2 separate regions of the Pan troglodytes genome follow, and region 1 is linked to region 2. Evidence: chromatin contacts called from public Hi-C data. All regions are on one chromosome and are shown on one strand. Each heading gives the region's core, a stretch centred on a gene start, on an enhancer-like site or on the middle of the called end of the contact. The rest is flanking DNA. Distances are from core to core; before and after follow the strand shown. Region 1 overlaps SSBP3 (single stranded DNA binding protein 3). Region 2 has its middle 59 kb from the start of ACOT11.

Evidence for each region. A called contact is a pair of places that touch in the nucleus more often than the background predicts.
Region 1: a contact with region 2 is called in a Hi-C map of stem cell-derived neural progenitor cells, with 8 times the contacts expected there. The contact joins two enhancer-like sites. A contact is called at or near these places in 1 of 7 Hi-C or Micro-C datasets (stem cell-derived neural progenitor cells) and 1 of 1 datasets of contacts at active chromatin or transcription factors (stem cell-derived excitatory neurons).

The regions. Positions count from the first base shown.
Region 1 is chr1:176,712,730-176,717,181 of NHGRI_mPanTro3-v2.0_pri, reverse strand. The region is part of intron 5 of SSBP3 (single stranded DNA binding protein 3); the gene reads right to left. Among named protein-coding and RNA genes, the nearest start is that of MRPL37, 72 kb to the left of the region's middle. Within about 2 kb of position 1,416, at least 13 of the 24 cell types and tissues checked have an H3K27ac peak or open chromatin away from gene starts, as enhancers often do. A contact at or near this core is called in stem cell-derived excitatory neurons and stem cell-derived neural progenitor cells, where this site is marked.
Region 2 is chr1:176,495,089-176,499,545 of NHGRI_mPanTro3-v2.0_pri, reverse strand. No RefSeq gene overlaps it. Among named protein-coding and RNA genes, the nearest start is that of ACOT11, 59 kb to the right of the region's middle. Within about 2 kb of position 2,020, at least 21 of the 24 cell types and tissues checked have an H3K27ac peak or open chromatin away from gene starts, as enhancers often do. A contact at or near this core is called in stem cell-derived excitatory neurons and stem cell-derived neural progenitor cells, where this site is marked.

The DNA of each region.
Region 1 (4,452 bases), core at 167-2,666, 220 kb before region 2:
CCATGTCCCCAGTCTCTTTCCCACCATTTGGTCTTGAGCAAGAAACAAGAGACGGGGCTTTTCTTTCTTTTCTTTTTTTTTTTTGAGATAGAGTCTTGCTCTGTCCTCTAGGCTGGCATGCAATGGTGTGATTTCAGCTCACTGCAACCTCTGCCTCCTGGGTTCAAGCGATTCTCTTGCCTCAGCCTCCCGAGTAGATGGGATTCCAGTTGCGTGCCACCAGGCCTGGCTAATTTTTCTATTTTCAATACAGACGAGGTTTCACCATGTTGGTCAGGCTGGTCTCGAACTCCCGACCTCAGGTGATCTGCCCACCTTGACCTCCAAAGTGCTGGGATTATAGGCGTGAGCCACCATGCCTGGCCTGAGATGGGGCTTTTCTGAGAGAAAAGTTTACAGGATCACAGGTGGGCCTGGCCTAGGAGCTTCACGGATTCTAAGGCCCTCTTTGGGAGAGGAAGTGTTTCAGGGAGAGGTTGCCTGGGAGTTAACTTAGGCAGAAACAGGACATGAACCTGACCCCATACTGTGGTTCCCTGCACTTAGAACAGTGCCTCACACTGAGCTAGATGCTGGAATGGCCTCTGACCCCCAGGGCAGTGCCTGGGCCCAGAGCCTAGCCCAGACTCCCCTGAAGGGGAGGTTCCTCCCACTGTGGCATGAGCTTACTCAGGGGGTCTATCCTGATCCATGTCATGCCGAGGCGTGTTATTACAGGATTCTGCTGGAATTCTCTTCCTCAAACCTCTTCTGCTACAAGGGCTAAGGAATTTGACCTTTTTTTTAAAAAAAAAAAAAAAGGAGAAAAACCTCAGTACAATTTGCTGAGAAGGTAGGTGGGGACAGGAGCAAGAGAGTCCACCCCTCAGTCAGCTATGAAGAGACAAAACAAAAATACTCTCCAGCCCCGCAGGGGTCTCCACTCCCATCCCCCTATGAAGGACAGAAGGACCTCGTGGGGGCAGAGGGAGCAGCCACGGTACCGTGCTGGGAGAACTGCCGACCTGCGGTAGAGCAGCTTCCAGGCACAGGGAAAAATCACTCCATTCTAAGAAAATGCAAAGTAAAAACTCAGGTCCAAAGGAGAAAGGATAAACCAGCCCAAGCTCTTAATAAGCATGAGGTGAAGGCAGCTACTGACACCCATCCTTCCAGTATCAGATCCACAGAAGCCAGAGATTCGGGAGTCAGTTTACACCCCCAGTGAGGGCTTTGCCAGGAGCAGCAGCAAGAACAGAGCCCAGGCCTCCCAAGTCCAAGAGGCCAGAGACTCCTTCCTCCTTCCCTCCCTCAAAAGGTTGAAGAGAGGAGTGAGAGTCCCATCCTGCACTTGGGAGGCCAGGAGGACGTGGTGTGTAGCCCAGCTGGGCTCTGTAGCATGGGGCTGGCTCTGCGTTAGGGGGCAGTCAAGGCCCAAGCAGCTGTTGGGTGCTTTGTTACCGAGCAAATCTCCCAGGCGCTGCCTGCTGATGCATAGCTAACTGGGCGGCAGACATTGATTTATGTTCAACTTTCCATTTCATCAGTGAGAGTTACGGCGCTACATGTGGAGTTCACGTTTTTCAGAGGGGGAGGGAGAGGTGGCTCAAGTGTGCAGACACAAACATATCCACATGTGTGCACACAGGCATGCGTGCACACAGGCACGCACACAAGTCAGGGCCACAACTTTTTTTCCTATTTAAGAGGGAGGGCGACTGAGCTGAGCCAGCCGCCGCCGAGGCAGCCTGGCACGTCAGGAGTAACCTTTTGTCCACTGTTGCTAGGAGCCCCAGTGCCGGTCATCTGCCGCTGGGCAGACGTTAGGCACCAGGCTGGCTGCCGGGCAGGGAAGGGAGCACAGCCTGACCTTTGCAGGGGAGGTGTTGGCAAGCAAAAAAAGGCTTTCTTCCCTCTCCTCTGCCCCAGGCCTCTTTTCACTGGCCAGGAGATTGTGGAGGGCAGGACCAGCCCAGACCCATGTGCTTCCAAGTGGCCAGCACCCCCCACTGGACAGAGGAGCAAGCTAAGGCCAAGAGAGGGAAGGCTGGCTCCCCGAGGACACACAGGAATTTGGCAGCAGGGCTGGTATCCCAGAGTGTCCCACTCCCAGGATAGGGGGCTTCATCACAGTAACTAGAGGAGGGGCTGCCGCTCCCAGAGCCAAGTCAGTTTGGAACAGGTGGGGCCTGGGGGTGGGGAAGAGCAGTGGTTCCCCACCTCCAACTGTGGCCTGGAGCCCAGCAGTTGGGGTGCCCCGCCTCCTCTCTAATCCTTCTCAGCAGGGGTGACCCTGCCTTCTGTCAGTCTGGAGGCAGACAGCAGGGCGGAGGAGCTGGAGGGGGTGGTGCTTCTGTCCCCTGGAGGAGCGAACACATCCACCCCTGACACAGCACCTCTGTCCTCTTCCCCAGTAGGAGGCTGCATCTATCAGACAGACTCCCCAACCTGCAGGGAAGCAGACAGGGCCAGGCGAGGCCCAGAATGGGGAGGGGGTTTTATTTCCCCACAGACAGGCAGTTATCAAGAAGCTGCAGATCCCACCGCCCCACCCAGGCCTGTCTTCCTGAGCAACTGGCCAATTTGAGCCTCAGTTTCTCATCTATACAGTGGGAATGCTATTGGTTCTTAGGACTATCTCATAGAATCAAATGAAATCACAGCAGGGAACAGCTTTTCTAACTTGGAGAGTGCTTCCACCAGCAACTATTAACATAAGAGGGCGTCAGACAGTTCTACTCTCAGGCCTGAGAGCACTGGCTGGGGTGGGTGGGGAGGGCTAGGCTGGGCAGCCCCAGGTAAGGGGTCTGCTAAGACAGCAGGCACCAGCCTTGGCTTCTCACCGCCACACCTGCCTCCTGCCCCCAACCTATGTGGGCAGTAAGCTGGGCCTCCTTTAGGCTCCAACATCCACTAGAGGCCACCAGTCACAGGCAGGAAAGCTGCCCTCAGTCTCACCCAGCCGCCACTCCTGCTCCGGCCATGGCCACCTCCAGAGGGGACCGCAACTGGACTCCTCACTGGCCAGCCGGCCAAGGGCCCAGCCCCTCCAGGCCATGGAACCTCTTCCTGGGATCGCGTTGCTCCCCTTATTAGGAACCTTTCATGGCTCTCCCCAACTTTAAGTCCTTCCTGTGTCTATTCCTGGCTCCATCCCCACGCCCCAGCCTGCAGTCCAGGCCCCTGCCACCCCAAACTTGCCCCATCACATCCTGGCACAGGCTCCCTCTCGCCTGGCACACTCCCCCACCTCTATTCACTGCCAATTGCCTCCTCCTCCTCAGCCCAAATGTCACCCCCTCGGAGAGGCTTCCCCAGACAAGCCATACTGGCTGTGCCCTGTGCCTGGCCCCAGCGGTATTCTTCCTGTCAACCTCTCCAGCATGGCACTCAGTCACTGCCTGCCCCCTCCACCAGACTATGAGCCCCTTGAGGGCAGGGTCCGTGGCTGCCTCTTGGGTGGCTGACATGTCCCTGCCCTTACACACCACGTCTGACCGAGGGGCTAAGGGACGACCAAGCAAGCCCGTCCGGGTCTCACATGATGGGGACTCAGCTCCTTCCCTTGCCCTGCCTTCACTTCACCATCTGTCAGATGGGTGGGGACCCCAGCGCCCCACCACCAAGCTTCCACTAGTAACAGGCTTCGGAAACCAAAAGCAAACAAGGTGGTTTAATCCTTCCCAAGTCTCCCCTTGTCACAAACTTGTCCTCGTCAGCAAAGAGAGGCCTTTCCTGCTGCAGCAGCTTTCTGGCAGGAGGAATGTCCGCTCCCTCTGCTGGCTCCTGCTTCCCGCTGGAGAGCAGGGCAGGAAATGGACAGCATTTGGCTCAGCTTTTGGGAACTGCCCCAGTTGCTGCCAGGGGTATGTTCTCATTTACTGGGCTTTGACCCTCCCTGTGAACACATCCCCCACCCCACAGCTCACAGTGCCCAAGGCTCTCCACTGGGCATCCTGCCACTGCTTAGTTACCACCACTGTCAAACAGCTCACCACTTCATCATTAATTTGGCAGATGACAGAAATGTCTTCCATACAATGATTCAAATCGGCTTCCCTTTTCTCTCAAGGACTTGGAATGTGGGGCTGAGAGCCCACAGGGGCATGTCTGAGTACATGGCAGGTTCTCCATAACAGAACTTCAGATACTTCAAGACAGCCATCAGAGCCCTCAGGAGGCTGCCCTTCTCCCAGAGAAACCCCAGCTACTTCTGCAGGAGATGAGGAAAGATTTTGGGTCATGCATGTTTCTCTCCCCTCTTATTGTCTGGGTCATATCTCCGGCTCTTGGGCTACACACATTGTTTGCTCTTTCTCGTTCTCTCCCCATAACCAATGGGAAGAGTTCTCTAGGAACCTCAACATCTTTCTAAGGCTGGTGGGCCTGGCTGGCAGGAATGAGGACTCAATGGAAAGGGGATGTGTCAAATACTCCCTACTATCCTTCACCAAGGTGGAAAGTCCCTACTAT
Region 2 (4,457 bases), core at 771-3,270:
CCCAAGTAGCTGGGATTAGAGGTACCCCCACCATGCCCAGCTAATTTTTTTTTTTTTTTTTTTTTTTTTGTATTTTTAGTAGAGACAGGGTTTCGCCATGTTGGCCAGGCTGGTCTACAACTTCTGACCTCAGGTGATCCCCCTGCCTCAGCCTCCCAAAGTGCTGGGATTATAGGTGTGAGCCACTGCACCTGCCTGGCAACCACAATGTTTCAAAACAAAGCTCACTTCTGATCCCCTCCCACTCCCTCATCTGCATGTACTAAAGGGACTGAGGAGCCCCCACCCCACCACACCCCACCTCACCATCTCTGTGTCCATTCCTCCCTGGCCACACTAACTCTGCTTAACGTTGCTGGTATTACTGCACCTCTCTCTGCCCTCTGGTCTCTTTGCTTTTTAACACTCAGCTCTGTTCTGTCACTTCTTTGGCCAGAAAGCTTCAGGTCCCCCACTCCCCAAATTGTCTGAGGGATAAAAAGCCCCAGCTTCTGCCCCTGCTAGGCCTGGGTCCCAAGACCTAGCCTATTCCTAACCCCTTTATGTTTTCCACACTCCATTCATTCAATGTGCAAATATTTGTTGAGCCCTTACTATGTGCCAGGAATTATGTTGGGCATTCAGGAGATTGTTGATGCACAAATGCACAGAAACCAAGTGTGTTTTGAGAGCTCAGGGGTTCAGGGGCTCTGAGGAGGGGCACCGAATTGAGAGAGGGACTGGGCTGCCGCCAGCTCTCTTCTCACTGGTTTCCTGTTTACCATTAGCGGCTGCCCATCCCTCCTTAGCGCACAAATGCCCAAGTGAACCTTGGTATGTTTTCAGACCCGCAGCTCAATCACAAGCATGAAGCGGGCGAATTGAAATCCATCTTTAGCTGCCTTGAAAGCCTGCACAGGACCTCCTTTAGATTCTCCCTGCCCACGCTCTCCCCAAGTTCTGTCTTCCTCTCCCCGTTTTGAGGACATATGGCCCCTTGAAGTTTTTGTTTGCTTGCAGTAGGGGAAAAACAGCTTTAAGTGTAGAGGGTTTTTCCTTTTTTTTTTTTTTTTTTTATTAAGCATCAAGAGACACAGCAATCTGCTTGGAGATAGTGTACGTGCATAATTAATAAAATCGCATTATTTATTTATAAAGAGACACACGAGGAACGGGAGAATTAGGGCTATCCCCATTATATATGAAGAGAGGGAGAGAGAGTGGAGAGGCAAAAATACTTTTTGAACATTAGATCCTTTCAGAGAAGTGTCTCAATACGCAGTGAATAAAACGGCCTGTACTCCTCATCGAAGTGGTGCCCTGTGCCCAGAAGGCATCAGAAAGCAGAAACCTGGTTCAGGGGCTTAAAAAAGGAACGGGATCGATGTGGCGCTCGCAGTGCCCAGCATGCCGGCGTTGGGTAGTTGGCAGGAGAGCAAGAGAGAGAGGAGGCGCGGTTGAGGGTTTGGCCGCTGGGAAAGAGGATTGAGAGCCAGTCCGGGGTTTCCAAAAGAGAGGGACTTGGGGCACAGAATCTCTGGCAGGTTGGGGAGAAACGGCTACCGTCACCCCACTGGGCACCGCATGAATAACCCAGATGCCGGCGAAGGGGAGCCCCTGGTTTCGATGAGCCCACTGCAAGCCAGATCACATGAACTTGGTGGTGAGGGGGTTTTAGATAGCAGCTTTGCCCTTGGACCTCTGCATCCCGGATGCCCGGGCAAGACCGCCAATATCAATAACCCAACTTATTATATAACAGCCTCGGAGACCGGGAAGCAGGGGTCAGGTCCTCCCAAGCTTCTAGAGCTGTCGGTGGACCTTCTCTCTCCTTGTCTCTCTCCCTCTGATTTTTCTTGAGACATGCTTTAAAATGGAAAACAGGCTTGTGCAGGAACCAAACACATAGACAGGGGGTGGTTTGTAGGGATTTTTCCCCCCACCTCCCTCGAGGACAAGCAACTCTTGCAGCGCCACTCTCGGCCTTCCCCGGGCTGTAGGCTCGGCGCCTGGGGCGGCGCTGGGGGGGCGGCGTCGGCCCGGGCAGCAGCCTCCGCAGGGTTACCCGGGCGCGTGCAGGGAAACGTCTCAGCAATTCCAGCGCCCGAGCGGAGCGCGCGGGGGGGGTGGGGGCGCGCGGCGCGGGGCACCTTGAAACCGCCGGCGGCCGCGCGCTGATTGGCCGAGCCGCCGCCTCGGCGTTCCAGCCAGGCGCCCCTCCCCCCGCGCCGTCCACCCCGGAAGGAATTTCCTCCTCTGGCGGCCGCTATTGTTGTCCACCTTCGCTGTTTGGGTCGGATCGCGTAACCATAGTATCCAAACTGTGTCCGCGCGGGGCCCCAGCCTGGGACCCCTGTGCCCTCACCCCCCCAGCCTACCCCCCACTTTTTTTTTTTTCTTTTTGCAGCCTACTTATCATGACTTCATCGGACTCCGGGGAGCGGGAAAGGGGGTTGGGGCGGGGGGGCGGGGAGTGGGCCCGCTTCTGGCAGCCCTTACTTCGAGATGTTTTCAATTACAATTTTTTAAAAAGTCTGCTTTGTGGGTTCAGGGCTTAAAAATTCTTCCTACTTGCCCCCCTCCCCATGAAACCGTTGGACCAAACTTGAATGGGGGTTTCCTTCTTTTCCCCTTTACCGTCTATGCTCCAGCCCCTGACTTTACGGCTCACGGCTGGGGGTGGGGGAAATTCGCAGCAGGAGTCGCCCCCCTCAAACGCTACCCTTCAGATCGTGGCTGTGTCCTGGCCCCTGGGCCTGGGTTTGAGCTGGGGAAGCGAGGCTGGTGGTGGGGTGGAAACATCACGCACTGCAGTACCCCCCACCCCGGGGCGCTTCCTGGCGGGGTTGGGGGATCCCCGGAGATGGATCTGGGGTAGGTGGTACGGGGTGGATGCCCATCAAATATCGGGGAGGGGTGACAGGGGGATAAAGGGGAGACGGGGGAAGCAGCTGACAGGTTACTGGAAGAACAAGCCCCCTCGCCCCTCGAATTTCTCCCACGGGTCTCTGAGCTCAGACATCCTAGTCCGCGCAGGCAGCCCGAGCCGAATGCCTGCTCCCAACCCCGGCCAAAAAAAAAAAAAAAAAAAAAAAACCAACCCCAAACAAAAACCCTGTGCCCAGAATTGCATTCGGCTGGGAGAGGTGGGGAGCCAGCAGCAAGTCCGCACCGAGCCGGCTGCGCGCAGCGCGGGAGCCCCCGGGCTGGGGCCGGCAGCGGGGGGCGGTGTGTGTGCGGGGGGGTGTCCAACATTCCCAGAACTCAAGTATTCTCCCGGCGCTGAGCCGGGCGGGGGCAGTGGCGGCCACGGCCCAAGTTCGGGGCAACACTGCCCCCTAGGGGCCGCCGCCGGAGGTTTGCAGCTGGGGCGGCGAGGGGTCTGGAGGTTTGGGTCTAGCCCTGGGACCAGGGACTTTACTTTGGCCCTCAGTGTTTCACCGGCCAGCGGAGCCGGGGAGTACCTGGGCAGGGCTACCGTGACCCCCTGGCAGACCAGTGACAGGCCAGAGGAGAGCCTTCAAGTGCCAGTTTAGGGAGCTGGGGAGATATAGTAGTAGGGTTTGTATTTTTGCTCTAGAATTTAAAACTTCGGCAGACAGTTTCCCATAGGCTCTCAGTGATGGATGGGAACTTAAGATCATTGACTGAGTCCCCTCATTGTGCAGTTGGGGAAACTGAGGCTCAGAGAGGGGAATGATTTTCTCAGGGATATGACATTTGAATCTAGTCCTCCTGGTTGTCATCTGGGGCCCCGTGGATTTTTTGGGCCCACGGAGTCCTCTGATTCCTCTGACACTGATGCCTCCCTGTCAGAGAGGCATCACCGCTCTCATTTTACAAACGAGAAATCAGAGAGGTCTGGACTTGCTCAGTCAGCCCTTTTTTTCCCCCAGCCCTCTAGACCATAGGGACTTGGGGGACTTGAACCTTAGGGTCAATTAGCAGGCCAGCTTTCTGCTCTGGGGCCCTGTGGTATTCTACAGTCATCCCTGCCAGAGCCGGGTTGAGGTGGCTGCTCCAGGCTGGTGGCGGGGCAGGGGTAATCCAACAGCAGGGTTGAGTTTGCTGAAATCTGGGCTCTTGGCCTCTAAACAGCTGCCATCTCCGGGCCTCAGTTTCCCCATTTCTAGAATAGTTGGTAGCAAGAGGATGGAGAAGGCGTCTGGCAACTCCCAGTGGGTGGTGACACAGTACGGCCCCGCCTTCCTGGTCTGCCACGCCCTCTCCTCTCCTTCCCTTCTAGGTTGGGGTCTGCAGGCTGGCTTCCTCCCGCCTTCCCTTCCTCCCTCCCTGCAGGGCTCCTGCAGCCGCCCCTCCCTCCCTCCCTCCCTCCCTCCCCTCCCCTCCCCTCCTGGCAGGCGCAGAGCTGACTGCGGGAGGGAGCCATGGGCACGGAGCCAGCAGAGCGTCAAGTCAACCCCTGGGGAAGACGGGGTTGGGGCGCTGCTGGCTGCTGCTGAGGCGCTGTCAGAGGC